Linked DNA regions of Dromaius novaehollandiae: region 1 is linked to region 2. The links are chromatin contacts, called in public Hi-C maps. All regions are on one chromosome and are shown on one strand. Each heading gives the region's core, a stretch centred on a gene start, on an enhancer-like site or on the middle of the called end of the contact. The rest is flanking DNA. Distances are from core to core; before and after follow the strand shown. Region 1 has its middle 43 kb from the start of SUPT20H. Region 2 holds the start of POSTN (periostin).

Region 1 (6,650 bases), core at 466-2,965, 330 kb before region 2:
GAAGAGGGTGAGAGGTGTGGTGACCAAGTCCTTGGTCCTTTCAGGTGAAAGACAGGCTGGATCTGAAGTGGATCTAGATATCAATTTCCATGAAGAGAGAACTTAGGAGCAAGATCTCCCTCAGGAGGTCTTCAGGGGCTGTTACTTCTCTCCACTGACTTTGCAGCATTATTGGATACTAATTTTAGGAGATCTGGCTCATTTCCTAGAGGAAAGCACTGAACATCAAGTGAAGCCAATGTATGAGATAGGCAGCTAAGTTGTGCATTGTAAATTACACCCAAGATTAATAGAAACCTTTTGAAACTGTTTTCAGAAAAGCTGTGTTTAATGGGACTAATGCAAGTCAGGATTAGAAGAGCTATACAATTCTTCCCAGTTCCATCTGGATTAAGAAACTCATATTTCAGCTTCAGTGATTTCCTCACACTTGGAGTGGCACATTGGATCCATTCTACAGCTTGGTACCTAAAAGAGAGGCATTGATTTAAATTAATTTTAAGGTAGTCTATCCTTCCTTATCTGCTTCCTTCTATTCTATTTGGGTGTCATTTTGTACAGGATGTTTTCAGATCATTGCAGATTTTGCGGGACAGGATTTATTTCATAGAAATATCAAAGGAAATAATTCTTTTAATCATTTTTGATCACAAAACCGTTTTCTTTTTTGTGGCATCTGAAAAACTTTAGATATGTTCTCGAAGAGATCAGTTACTGTATCACCTCTTCCCCTTGGTATTTATCAGGTGCAAACCCTGTAGATAATGTTTAACCAAAGACTTTTAGCTGAAGATAGCCGAGTCATGAGCATGTGTGCTAGACCTGTCTTACTATCTCTATCAGTGATTTGTCTTGTGAATAAATCAATAGTGAATCTATTTATCTTTCAGATCCAGTCTAAACTGTTGAATAAAATGAGGCTGAATATATGTTTTTGCCTTTTAGAAGCATCCTAAACAATACTCCTGGAGTATTGTTACAGTTTCACATGCATATGTTATCACAGCAGTGCAGCAGATAGAGTGCCATTTGCTCCATCTCTTTACATTACCACTGCTTGCTATCTGGGCTGTCAGTCAGCTGAACCAGACAGTCTCTTGCTTTCACACAAGTTCCAGTGATACCAATGTAAATGCTACTGAATTTGAGTTGCCTTTGATTTGCTCCATGGTGAAGGTGATTTTTTTTGCCTGCTGTATTTTGAAGAGGTGTTATATTCTTTCAGGAGGGAGGAGATCTGCAATATGTTTTAATAATATGCTAAATTATTTTCTTTCCTAGGAGACAGGCAGTTATCAAAAGCCACACACTTTGTTTAGCAGCTCTCATTGCAGCACTCATTTTACATCTGTCCAGGAAAAATACAGCTTCTCTCAGGGGAATATTTAATTATGCTTTCCCTCCTTCAACAAATCTCTGTTAGTCCAAGGAGTGAATTTTCTATGTAAGGCAGGCTGTGATTTGAAATCTGTGGCTGCTTTGTCTGGGAAATAAAGAGAGACTTGAACCACAGGGAAGTTCCAAGCCATTTCAGTTGTCTGCCCATAGTCAGCATTTGTTTAATCCACAGATAATTTAGACATTTGTGTATGGATTGAACCGTAGTTTATTTGAGAAAACCTTCCTTCCACCTTCCCAGATGGAAGAGGTGACCAAAGAGTGATATGCCCAGGAGCTGCTGTAGTGTAGACAGATCCCTGCAGAGGGCCTCCTTGTAATGCTGTAGATTTTCTGTTGTAAAATGGGGAGAAATGATTCTCTTTTTGTTTCAGCTCACAGCTACTCAGAGCCTTTGGAAAGGTTACACATTAAAACTAAAAGTATTAAAAAATCCAAACTCTGAGGTCTCAGCTGGGTCTTGGAAACTACAGCGATAGTTTCTTTCTGGATTTTTTGGGGGAAGGGGCAATAAAGGGGGAATAGCCTGCTAAATTTTTCTTTGTGAAATCTCACCTGTCCTTACAGTACCTAATCCAAGAACAATGGAAAGCAAATGGAAAAAATTACTATGAGTTTGTTAAGATTTAGACTGGGCCCTTTATCTTTACCAACTGAGAGTATCTAAACACAGCTTAGGTAACTGGGTTCTGTGCTGGCAGCACACACAGAAGGGGTTGCAGGCATGAAAACTACCCCCAAATCTGGGTCCAAACATGACAATGCAGCATCATATCTCATGGCAGGCATTCCACCTGAAGGTGAGAAAAATAGCTTTACACCCCTGTGCTACATGACTGAGCAAGGGATGAAGCAAAGGACCTTCTTCGGAGTAAGGAGAGGCAGTGGTAGTTCCTAATTTCAAAGAAGTGTTGTGAGGATAAATAGACGTATGGCTGTGAGCTATGTATCTGTGAGCAGGACTTCAAGTATCACTGTTAGCATGCCCGAGGGGCTGAAGCAGTGCTGGGAGAGGAGGGACTCTAATCCAACGGACCAAACGGAGATGAACTGAGCCCAGACAAATTAACCCTTGTAGTGTACAGACTTCACAAACAGCTTTTGCCCTCTCATATTTTTCCTCATACAGTTAATTTAGGTAACTTGGGTTCTCTACACAGGTAACATTTCTAATTTCACTAGCTACTTCTCGCTGAGGTTTAGGCTGGAGGGAGCTTTGCAAGACTATCTGTAGCATAGTGAAATATAGTCTATTTGCTTTATTAACATATGATTATAACCTTTTTTGTTATTCCTCTTATTCCTAGTCAGAACACATTTACATGCAGCATTGCATATACAGGGTTCTGTTTTGTTTTATTTTCATTTTTAATCCTATAATAGTAATGAATGGCATATTCTGCCAATTTCTGCTCTTCTTAATGATTATGCTCCAAAATTGCTTTTGGGAAATAATCAAAACTAGCCCAAACACCAAACCTGGTATCTTCTCTTTTTGTTTGCTAAAACTGAGTGTGTTTCTCTCCCTCGACTGCATTGCTTTGCAAAGGACAAGTCAGCACAAGATGGTGCTAAACAGCACACCATTAATCATTTTCCTATACACAAACCTGAAGAGAGCTTTTGGAAAAGGCATTTAGTGGGTAATCTCCATCACACTGTTGAAAGATCTTATTTATTTATTCATTGATTTATTTCTGTCTGTCATGGTTGGGAGAATTTCCCCAATAAAGCCTGGTCACTCTAACTTTCAAAGACACCTTCTCTGACATGTTCGGACCCCAAGTCTTTGGACTCATGCAATAATTTAATGTAATGCTTTTCTGACAGGCAAATGTAGACACTATATATTTCTAAGTGGATGCTGGTATTTTTCACCTGTATTCCACAGCTCTTTGGGTGAGCTGCTTCTTAGAAAATCTGTACAGCTAAGAGAACCAAGCATGTGTGCTGTGGACTCAAATTACAGGGGTTTGTAGTTCCTTTGGACACATTGTTAAGGACGGGTTGAAAATCAAAAGTGGGTGGGGAAGACTAAAAGTAGATGGTTGGACTTTGGTGCCAGACCAGGTTCCAGCCTGGCAGCTCCAAGGAGCTCTTTACCAGAGAGTTGGTGGCCAAGGTTCTTCTGCTCTGTGCTCCATACTGCTGCTGCGCCCTCAGCGGAGAGAGTCTCGGTGTTCGATCAGCTGATGGCCTCTTTGCTCAGCCTGCCAGAAGAAGTGCTAATTAGATATTTTGTTTTCTTGGCATCAGATCACCTCTCCTGCAAAAATGTTCCTGGGATGCAATCGGAGAAAAAGGGAGATCTTTAAAAAGCATTCTTTTTTTTTTTAGGGGAAGACAAAACTGTTCTCTTTAAAGAAGCTTAAGAAGAAAGCCTAAAGTAAGAAGCCTTCTAAAGAAGCCTGGAAAGGCTGAGAACAGAAGGCTAAACACAAAGTTGATCAACTGGAATCAAGTAGCCAGAGAACTATACTTGCTGACTCTGTGTCTCTCTGGGAATTTCACCTCACAGGTATTTGGCAGCACTTTGCCACTGGATCTGCACCTCAGAGAGCTTCCTTGGCATCTTCTTCCCTTTAAAAGTCTGGTTTTCCAGGTAGAAAAGCTCTCTAGTAAATTCTGGAGCAGTATTTCCTACTGCAAGACAATGGAAGGTTGAAATGGGGCCTGTTCCTTTTCCCATCATGAGTTTTCCAGGGGATCCCAGGAGAGCAGTTATTCTCCTGCCTAGGCAGCTGAGCTGTCCTTCCGCTCTTGCTGAGTGCATGATTCTGCCTATTGATATATAGCACATAGCAATATGTGAGGTGAAGACTTACCTTTTGCGGAGTGATCTGAGATGTCTCAGTATGTGTCATATCACATAATGAATAGCCACCTCTCTCTCATAACTCATTTGGACTGCACTTGGACTAGTGAGTGAGAGGCAATCAGTTCCACAATATGTATGATCACTGCTCCACACTCTACATTATCAGCTGCTTGAGTTGCCTAACACTTAGCTAATATACTAATTTTTTCTTGCCAATATCACAGGGTTTGAAATCAAGGCTGAGTATCTCCCTAGTTCCTATCATCTAATTTTCCATCAGTGACATCAGATCTCTGAAACACATCCTTTATCCATTTTCTTTCGGAAGCAAAGAGCAGATCAAGACATGTTCTTTCTGTATTCCATTGACACTTAAGTTCACTAACAAACATTTATTTGATTAAAAGTTAATACTTTTCCTATAGACTCTTTACCAGGCTTAGTGTATGCTGTTGTTCTAATTTAACATGCTAACTCATGTTCTGGAACTAATTATTCATAGGCTCTTTCATCTGGAGATGAGTCTGGACAACCATCATGATCAGAAGCATCCAAGTTTATGGTGAAGTTCTTAGTTTAGGTAATTGTAGTATGAGCTGTTGGAACAGAATTTGGCAGGCATCAGAGATTAGACGTGTTTATATAGTGGGAACATTGAATTAGTTTTGGATAAGAATAAATACCTGGACTTCAGAATATAATTCAATAACCATCTGTCTGGAGTTAGCAACACATTCCTTCTCTGGATATGTTATCCCAGAAGTTTTTACTGAATAGATGGAGCAGGAGTCTGATGCGATATGGCAATGCCTTTCTTTTTGTCTTTTAAGCGTCACAACAAAATAGTTAAAGTATCTTTACTTTGCCATTTAATGCACTATGTTTAATGTATATCCCATTATGTTACAGAGGATGTGTTTGATATCCTGAGGGTCTTGCAAATTTATATCAGGACATGCAGATCAACATACATAAGATTTTGGGTCAGGAATGTCTTTCTTTCAGGTGTTTCAATTTTCTGTTTGTATGCAAGAAAAACACCTGGGCCTTGGGCCTTGGCACACTCTCACCAGATGGGGATTCTGCACATCTGGATCTGTGTGACGCTGCAGTGCTGGGGGGAGGAGGGCTCTGGCTTACTTCTGATTACCTTGAACAACAAGTGCAGAACAGACCTGCAAGCACAAAGTGGTGTTTCCATAGGTCCGCTCTGATACTCCCCATTCATGTTTTCAGTTTCAACCAGTAGTCTGAATGACAAGACATGCAGCCAGGAATTGTTTTTTCAGTATCAAAGAGAGTGATTAAAAAATAAAGTGGATTATTATGTTTTTCATGTGAAGGGCATGAGCTCATTCATATACCCACACTCTTACACTTTGTTATGATCTGCATCCAATTTTGCAGAAAATGTGAATCTGTACATTCTTCAGCTTTGCAAACCTTGGTCTGGTGATTTTTTCTTTGCCTCCATTCTTGCATTCAGTTTATCTGTTACCCTTTCTGGCCACTTGCAGTAAGTTGTTTACTTGTTTACCCCAGTCTCCAGTAGGCAAGATGACCCACTTCAAGTGCATTCAGCCAAAAAGAATTCTTTTTGGTCTGGACCATTGCTCTGCACAATAGGTATGCTTCCCTTCAGTAAGGCAATGGGGCACACCTCAGAGAGCAGTATAGTCCCTTAGTTAGGGGGCAACTTTCTATTTTTCATAATGCAACATTGAGAGTTGCAATGAATCAACGCTGAAAACCATTTAAAAAAAGAACAACACAAAACCTCACAGCATTAATAGTTTTCATAGATAAAAATCCTCCAGCTTTCAGGAGAAGCTCCATAGAGAAAACTACAGTGGGGTAGAAAGGAAAGTATTTGCTGATCTCATTGCTCCTGTCAATACTATTGCACTGGTACTTGCTTGTGCTAGTAGGAAACAGAAATTTTTACTGCTGAGTACCAGAGCAGGGTGGAAAATGCTTTATGTAGATTGAGAACAAATTAATTTTATTTTCTGACTTGGTTCTACTAAACAACTAGTGAGAGATTTTGCTTGATGTTATAGGTATTCACATTTCTAATAGTGCAGGTGTGAGTTTCTTTTCTCTAATTTATGTTTTACGATTATCAGTCTGTATACAAAGGTATCAAAGGTGTGAGGTTTTGGTGTTTACGTTTCGCCAAGTGATTGGAGTGCTTTAAGTGAAGACATTTTCCTCATTTTGTAATAACGCTGCCTTCAACTGATGGTATAAATCACTTGGCTGTTGTGCTCATTTTCCTTTGGTCTTCTGATTTTGTGTCTCCTGCAGCTTGGAACACTGCTGAACACTGAAGTACAGTTTATTTCTGGGAAAGTCTTGCTGGCATTTGCAGCTTGAGTTCCTCTGGAGGATAGAACCCATGCATGTACGGAGAGGCCCAGTGCTTCCCTAGCTA
Region 2 (6,507 bases), core at 2,221-4,720:
TCAGTTGACAAGTATTTTGTCTGAAAAAGTCCACCTGGATTCAATGTGAGTTATGTGTAATTTTTAAAAGTCAAATTGATCTATTTTACCTTTTTTCTTCTTCCAGAATCTCTGCCTTTTGGATATACTTAGAAACACTGTTTTAAACTTGAAGGATGGGCTAGAAAATGTGCATCCTATTTATTCTTGATTTTGACAATCGGGATATTAATAACACAAGTCCAATTAACTGTAAAATGTCAGCCACTTCTTGTTCAAGAACATTCAAATTTATTTACCTCCATTCAAATTCATTTAGGAATTCATTGTTGATCAGCAAAACATTTTCAAGAATCTAAGAGCTTGTTTACAAAAGGAGTCATCCTTGACTGGCTTCTGTGATTAATACTTTCAGTGGACACTCCTATTCCAAATTAACTTCCTGTAAGGAAGACTTGAGTATGGAAAGAGAAATCTCTATTCCATGTTACATTAACATCTAAACCAGAAGCTGATATTAACTGAGAATTTTTTTAATTCAAAATTTAATTTAATCTGAACTAATTTCATCATGCATATAATTGGTACCTTGTATCGACATAAATTAACAACTTTATGTCTCAGGGTAGACAAGTCAGGGTGACTTTTTGAATTGTGTATTTAAAAGTTACTTGGGCATGTGGAAGTGTGCAATTAACTTTTACTAAGAGACTACCAATGGACTGAGTCACTGTAGCAAATGAAGCCTGGATTCCCTATTCACTTAAATATTTCTGAAAATGTCACCCTAGATCTATTTGGATGCTGTGAAAGGCTAATGGAAAATGAATGTAAAGATTTCCTGTGACAACTGCTGAAAAAGTTGTCCAAGTAATTGCATAACAACAAGAGAAAAATGTGGTGCACTAGAAAAATATTAGTTTATTCTATTGAGTAAAAAAAATCCCTCTGTGATAAATTACTGAATTATAAGTGAGAGATGTGGGGTGGATTTCTGGTTTGGGTTTTTCTGTGTGTCCATACCCTGAAGCTACTCTATGGGTGAAGTGGAAGTAGTGACTCTAGTGCTATTGACTCTTCATCACAGAGAAAGCAAAGACTTGCACTGAGAGAAGTGGTGACAATTAAAATAGAACTGTACACAGATTTCAACAGAATGCCAAACTCACCCAAACGATGCAGACTGAAGATGCCTATTCTGTGTCCACAAGCATGCTCCGATTTTTGTATTTGTGGAAAGGTATGGTCTGAGCACACAACTCTGCCATGTAGTGCTGAGTTCCTTTGACAGCTTGCCTGTTAGGTCCCTCTGTATTTTTGGGCAGGTCACTTATCCTCGTATCTCATGTTAAAAATAGAACTACTAAATACTTCATTCAGATAAGGATTGCTGCAAATAATGTTTTAAAGGCCTTTGAACTTAGAAAAGCACTTCACATTGTGCTGTCATTTTCAGACTTTCCACTCCTTTTGTAATTATTTTTTGGCAACAGTTATTGAGTCAGCTATCCAGCTGGTTTTAGAGCAGCTAAAGAGAAGCTGAAATGCTGTAAACTTATGAAGCGAATTTTTCCTGCCCCTGTACTTGATACAAAAAGGTAGTTTGCCCCGACAAAAGGAGGGTTTTCTAATAGTACATTATACTATCTCTGTGAGTGGGGAATAGTTTTCAAACAGAGGATACTTACGCTTTCTTACCGCAGATGGCTCCCTGGTACCAGTTTCTGCAGGTGCTAAAATACTTCTTTTTCGTTCCCATAACTTGCTGAAGGGCACAGACATTTGGGCTATGGGGGGAATGGGAAAAATTTTTAAAAAGAGTTTTTTGTACACCTCTGGAAAGTTCACATGTAAAATAGCAGCAAATGCAGCCTCTAATGGGCAAGGGTGAGAAATGGACAAGTGGCTTCTTTCCTCAGGGCAAGTGTGATTTCAGGCAAGCACAGCGCAAGCTGCTGGGACTGCCTAGCTGGGTTCCCAGGTGGGCAGCCCACCTTTCCTGGGGGAGGGGCAATTCCCCTCTGCTCTGGCTTGGCCCTCTGCCTCTGATGGACAGTGACTGCCAGCTGTGTCAAGCTTCAATATGCTTTACATTTCACCCCCTCCCCCCCCAAAAGTGAATTACCAGCTACCAGGGACTCAGCTGGGAATGCCATCAGGCTCTGTTCACTAAAGGTTTCGTTTTGTGCACATCTGTGCTTCTGAGGGTCCTGGCGAACTGGGGTAGAAGGAAACCCTGTCTTCTGTAAGTCAATCCGCTATTTTGATTACCAACCGTTTGGCATACTGCAGGCACCTAACTAAACATTCTGGGAATTACTGGGAACCGAAGGGTAAAATGCCATGTAAATAAAAGGAGTCGGGCATGTGAAATGAGGAGAACTTTTCCTTAGCATGGTAGTGTACAGAAGAGGAATTACTTACGAGCAAATCCAAAGAAGCAAAAGCATTTTGTCTCTAATTAGTACACTTTTACAGTACAAAAGTTCAGCAGTTCAAAAGTTAGAATGTGTGCTTCGCAATGGTGGGAAAACAGTCAACTATTTCAAAAAACGTGTGTGAGTGCGTGAGTGTGCAAGGGTGTGTGGAGGGGGGGCAATGCAACTAAGGAAGACAGGATAGTAAATAATCCTTTTCCACAGCCTCTCTCTTACAATTGAAAGAAAACGTGTTTAGACCCATTTGTTTCCCTGATGCCACTTGTTCAAATTAGTTCCATTTCCCTGGGCAGATTGGCTTGTAAGCATCGCCTTTCGAGCGCCCTGCCAAGAAGTTTACCCCATTGTTCTACCGGGAACTGACGTCTCACAAAGGCGTCCCAATGTATAATCCCATGTCAGAAAGGACTCGAGTAGAGTTCATGGTTTTCATTAGGACAGCATAAAGAGAACAAATGTCGTGGATTAGGTGTCAATTCCATTAAAACATTTGATAATAAATATTAAACATATCTGATGTCCCATTATATTAACTGTGAACTGTAATTAACTTCAGTGATAGTAAAATGCATTTTATTTATTGCTAAGTGTTTTTTTTAGATTTTTCCAGATTTTATGAAGTTCAACAGTATCCTGTCTTTGAAACTCCCCAGAAAGTTTTTTATTTAGGCACTGGTCCTGTGAAATAGTTAATATAATAATTAATTTAAAAAGAAAGCTTTATTTGAATCATACTCAGTAAGAATTCACAGTGCACAAATCAGATTTAATACAATACAGGAATAAGAAAGATTAAGAAGTCCCCTTTAAAAAATATATACATATATATACATAAAAAAGAAAAAACATGTACTTACCCTTGGTCACGTGCCCTTATTCGACTATGGGTTAAAATCTTGTCATAGTGAGCAGAAGCATTTGTTTGTTCAAAAGCAGACAATAAAAAAGTGGAAAACGCGAATAAGGAAAGGATCTTCATCTTTAGTTCTCTATTGCGCCTGCCAACACTAGAAGAGAGAACTGACAAAGGGTCTGGAGAGCTGACAATTTATATACGTGCTGGAAGGTGGTGGGAGGGAACGGCAGGATCAACCTGAAACTTTGTACCACCCTCCTTGGAACAGCAGCGTTAGCTGCCAGCTTCCATGAGCTAAATTAATACCATACATTAACCGTACAAACTATGCTTTTTTTTCCACCCCGTTTTGACTAATTTCTTCCTCATTACAGAAGGCTTAGCATTTTATTCTGCTGACACAACAGCAGAAAACGTTTGAGAAGTTTAGACTTTGACTTATGATTTGGCATTTATAGCACAGAAGCATTCAGAAGTTGGGATCATTTTGTGTGGTTTTGTTTAAACCCAGAGGAAGATGCTGTCTCTTCCCATAAGAATTGTACTGCTATATTTTGCTTTCCCGTGTCTTCGTAGTTATTAACTACAAGTTGTTTATTTAGTGAAGTTGATGAAAGTTCCAAACAGCGCTGTTGTCAATAAACTGGAATAGCATTTGTGTGTTGAGGAAAAAAAACCTTTATGAGCACACATTCTATTTATGAATTAGCAACCTCACCAAATGCAGTATTAGCCTAATATTCATATTAATTCTAAAAATAACACATGCTGTTATAGAATGCTTTTATTCAGAGCTTTATGTAGACATATACAAATCACAGACTACCTGAAAGTTTGAATAATATACTTGGTTATGTACAGAACTTAGTCTTCTTGTGAAGCAGATAGAAAATGTAATTCTGAGCTGTAAATGAGGGAACTGAAGCAGAAAGGTGAAGTTACAGGCACAAGGCTACAGGGACAGTTGGTGTGCGGATTGCAATCCATGAGTTTGTAATTTTCACATCAAGGAAAAATTTCTGCCACTCATAGAAAAATGTTTGTATATGCATACAATATTCTATAATTCATTTCAGATCTTTATGAAAATAGGTCAGTCTGTAATGGCAATACTTTGGCAATACTGTAGTTGCTGTCTCCAAACCAGAAAGAATAATTATGTGAATAACTGGAAATGGATGCAATATTGGACTGACTCATCTAGGATTGACCTTTCTTATTTTAGGGCAGAGACAAATGGGGCAGACAGCACTTCCCAGAGACAGTGGGAATTTCCCAGATACAATTATAGGTAAAGATTACAACTAGACATATTACGTATATGTACATAGGCATTTAGTAATTTACATAACTATAGCACTTCATGGTTGCTAAGGTTAAGAACAGGGACATTTGGTTAAATGGCAGAGGGACCTTTTTCTGCAGCCTGTATTCATCCTACCTGGAAATGACTGGGGAGAGCTTTACACAGCAGTATCAGCATTTCTAGACTGTGTGTGAATTCAGCAAACTCCGTATCTGAAATCACCACTGTCAGATCAGCTCATGGAGGTGATGGGTCAACTAGAATATATGCAAGTCCTAAAGGAATGCCACTGCTATGCTCCTTCTGTTCCTCTCAGAGCTTTTCTCTTTCTCTGATCTTTGCAGCAAGAGAGCCTCTGAAAAATATCACCATTTTGATGTCTATTTATGGCCTTTAGAGCTGCTTGTTAGCCTCAATTAATTGCTCTTATTTTTCTGTTCCCATTTTATGGATGGGAACACTGGAAGATAGTACATTAAAGTAATTTACCAATGAAGTCTCAGAATTTCAAATGTGTTTCAGTACTAAATTTCCAAGTGACTATCTATCTGACAAACAAGAATTAAGATTCAGGACTTCTTGGCTTCTTTATGCCCATTCTGCTTTGTTCAAATCAAACAACCCCCAAGTCTGCTATTTTAGGCTATTTAGGGCTACAGATGATGTTTGTAAATACTGTGGTATAGCTATTTGTCCAGCGGGTACTAAAATAACTGTATCCACTTAGCCGTGGACTGGAAACCCTTTCGGTCAGTGCTCTATTAAATGCACATGAATTTGCTTTTTCACCTGTTGTTCAGTATCTATTCTGCAATGATATGGTAATTTTGAAACTGTAATATATGTTGTCATGACACCACAGTGTATTTTTCCCTTGTCAATTGAACTAAAAGCTAAAACAAGGTGAAAAATCAGTGATAACATACACTTTTTTTTTTAAAGAAACAACGATATGAGAGCCTTCATTCATGAGAAGGTTCATTCATTTCATTCATGTTCTGTCAAAAGAACATCTGGGAATATGTAATGAGATGAAAATAATAATTCTGGGTTAGGCATCCCTCCCATGACATAAGGTGGACAGAAATGCTTTTAGATGCTTGAGGGAGCCATCCTTTAGAGAATATACTGTATTGCAAAAGAAGCACAAAACATTATGGAAGGCTCAAAGTGCAGAAAATATTGGGCAAATCTAGCTCCATCCCAGCAACCTGTCTTCTCAGAGGTGCTTCCTTCCTGATTCTCTCATGTCTCAGTATATAGCTCATGTTCTTCTCTTCCACACTTACCATGCGGCATCCAAAAATGAGTAGAAATTAATGCTGCCCCATGCACTGAGCTCATGTCATGTAAAGATCTAGCCACCACAGTTCCAGAAGGAACAACCTGGACAGAGCAAGTATTCCGATTTTTTTTCAGCTTTCTGATTAAAGACCCAGTCTCTAATTGCAGAGAACTCTAGCTGTTAATGTAAGTCTGTCTGAGGGTTTGGGTTGGGTGAAGAGGTACAGGAGGTCTCAACTCTTAAACTGGTAGCTCTTATTAATACTATTCTCTTCTCCGTGCCACTTGTCTTTGATTCTTATAGGAGCTTTACAGAATGGGAACTAATAAAACTCCCATTTCCAGAGGTATAGAAGAAAAAGTCTAAAGAATTACTGTATATTAAGCTTAATATCCTACATGGTGGCAGATGCGTTAAGACAGTACAGAAAATGCTGATGAAGAAATATCCAAATACTGTGTCATTAATTGATCGAATTAAAAGAAAATCAATGTTAATTTGTAGTATCCTTGGTGACATCATTATATTTAATGAAAAAAATTCAGTAAAAGATGAATCAATTCTGATACAAAAGTCCATTGAAATAAAATAGTTTGAAGAAAAAAATAATAACCATAAGCTTGACTTTCTGTAAACTTTCTAA

Evidence for each region. Hi-C and Micro-C count contacts between places; a contact is called where the count stands out from the background.
Region 1: a Hi-C map of ovary shows a contact between it and region 2, with 5 times the contacts expected there. The contact joins the enhancer-like site here to the promoter of POSTN in region 2. A contact is called at or near these places in 3 of 4 Hi-C or Micro-C datasets (brain, liver and ovary).

The regions. Positions count from the first base shown.
Region 1 is chr1:192,030,631-192,037,280 of bDroNov1.hap1, reverse strand. No RefSeq gene overlaps it. Among named protein-coding and RNA genes, the nearest start is that of SUPT20H, 43 kb to the left of the region's middle. Within about 2 kb of position 1,715, at least 2 of the 2 cell types and tissues checked have open chromatin away from gene starts, as enhancers often do.
Region 2 is chr1:191,707,222-191,713,728 of bDroNov1.hap1, reverse strand. POSTN (periostin) reads right to left here and starts at 3,470. Exons shown (of 21, transcript XM_064504913.1): 1 at 3,275-3,470; 2 at 1,668-1,766. The coding sequence starts at 3,396.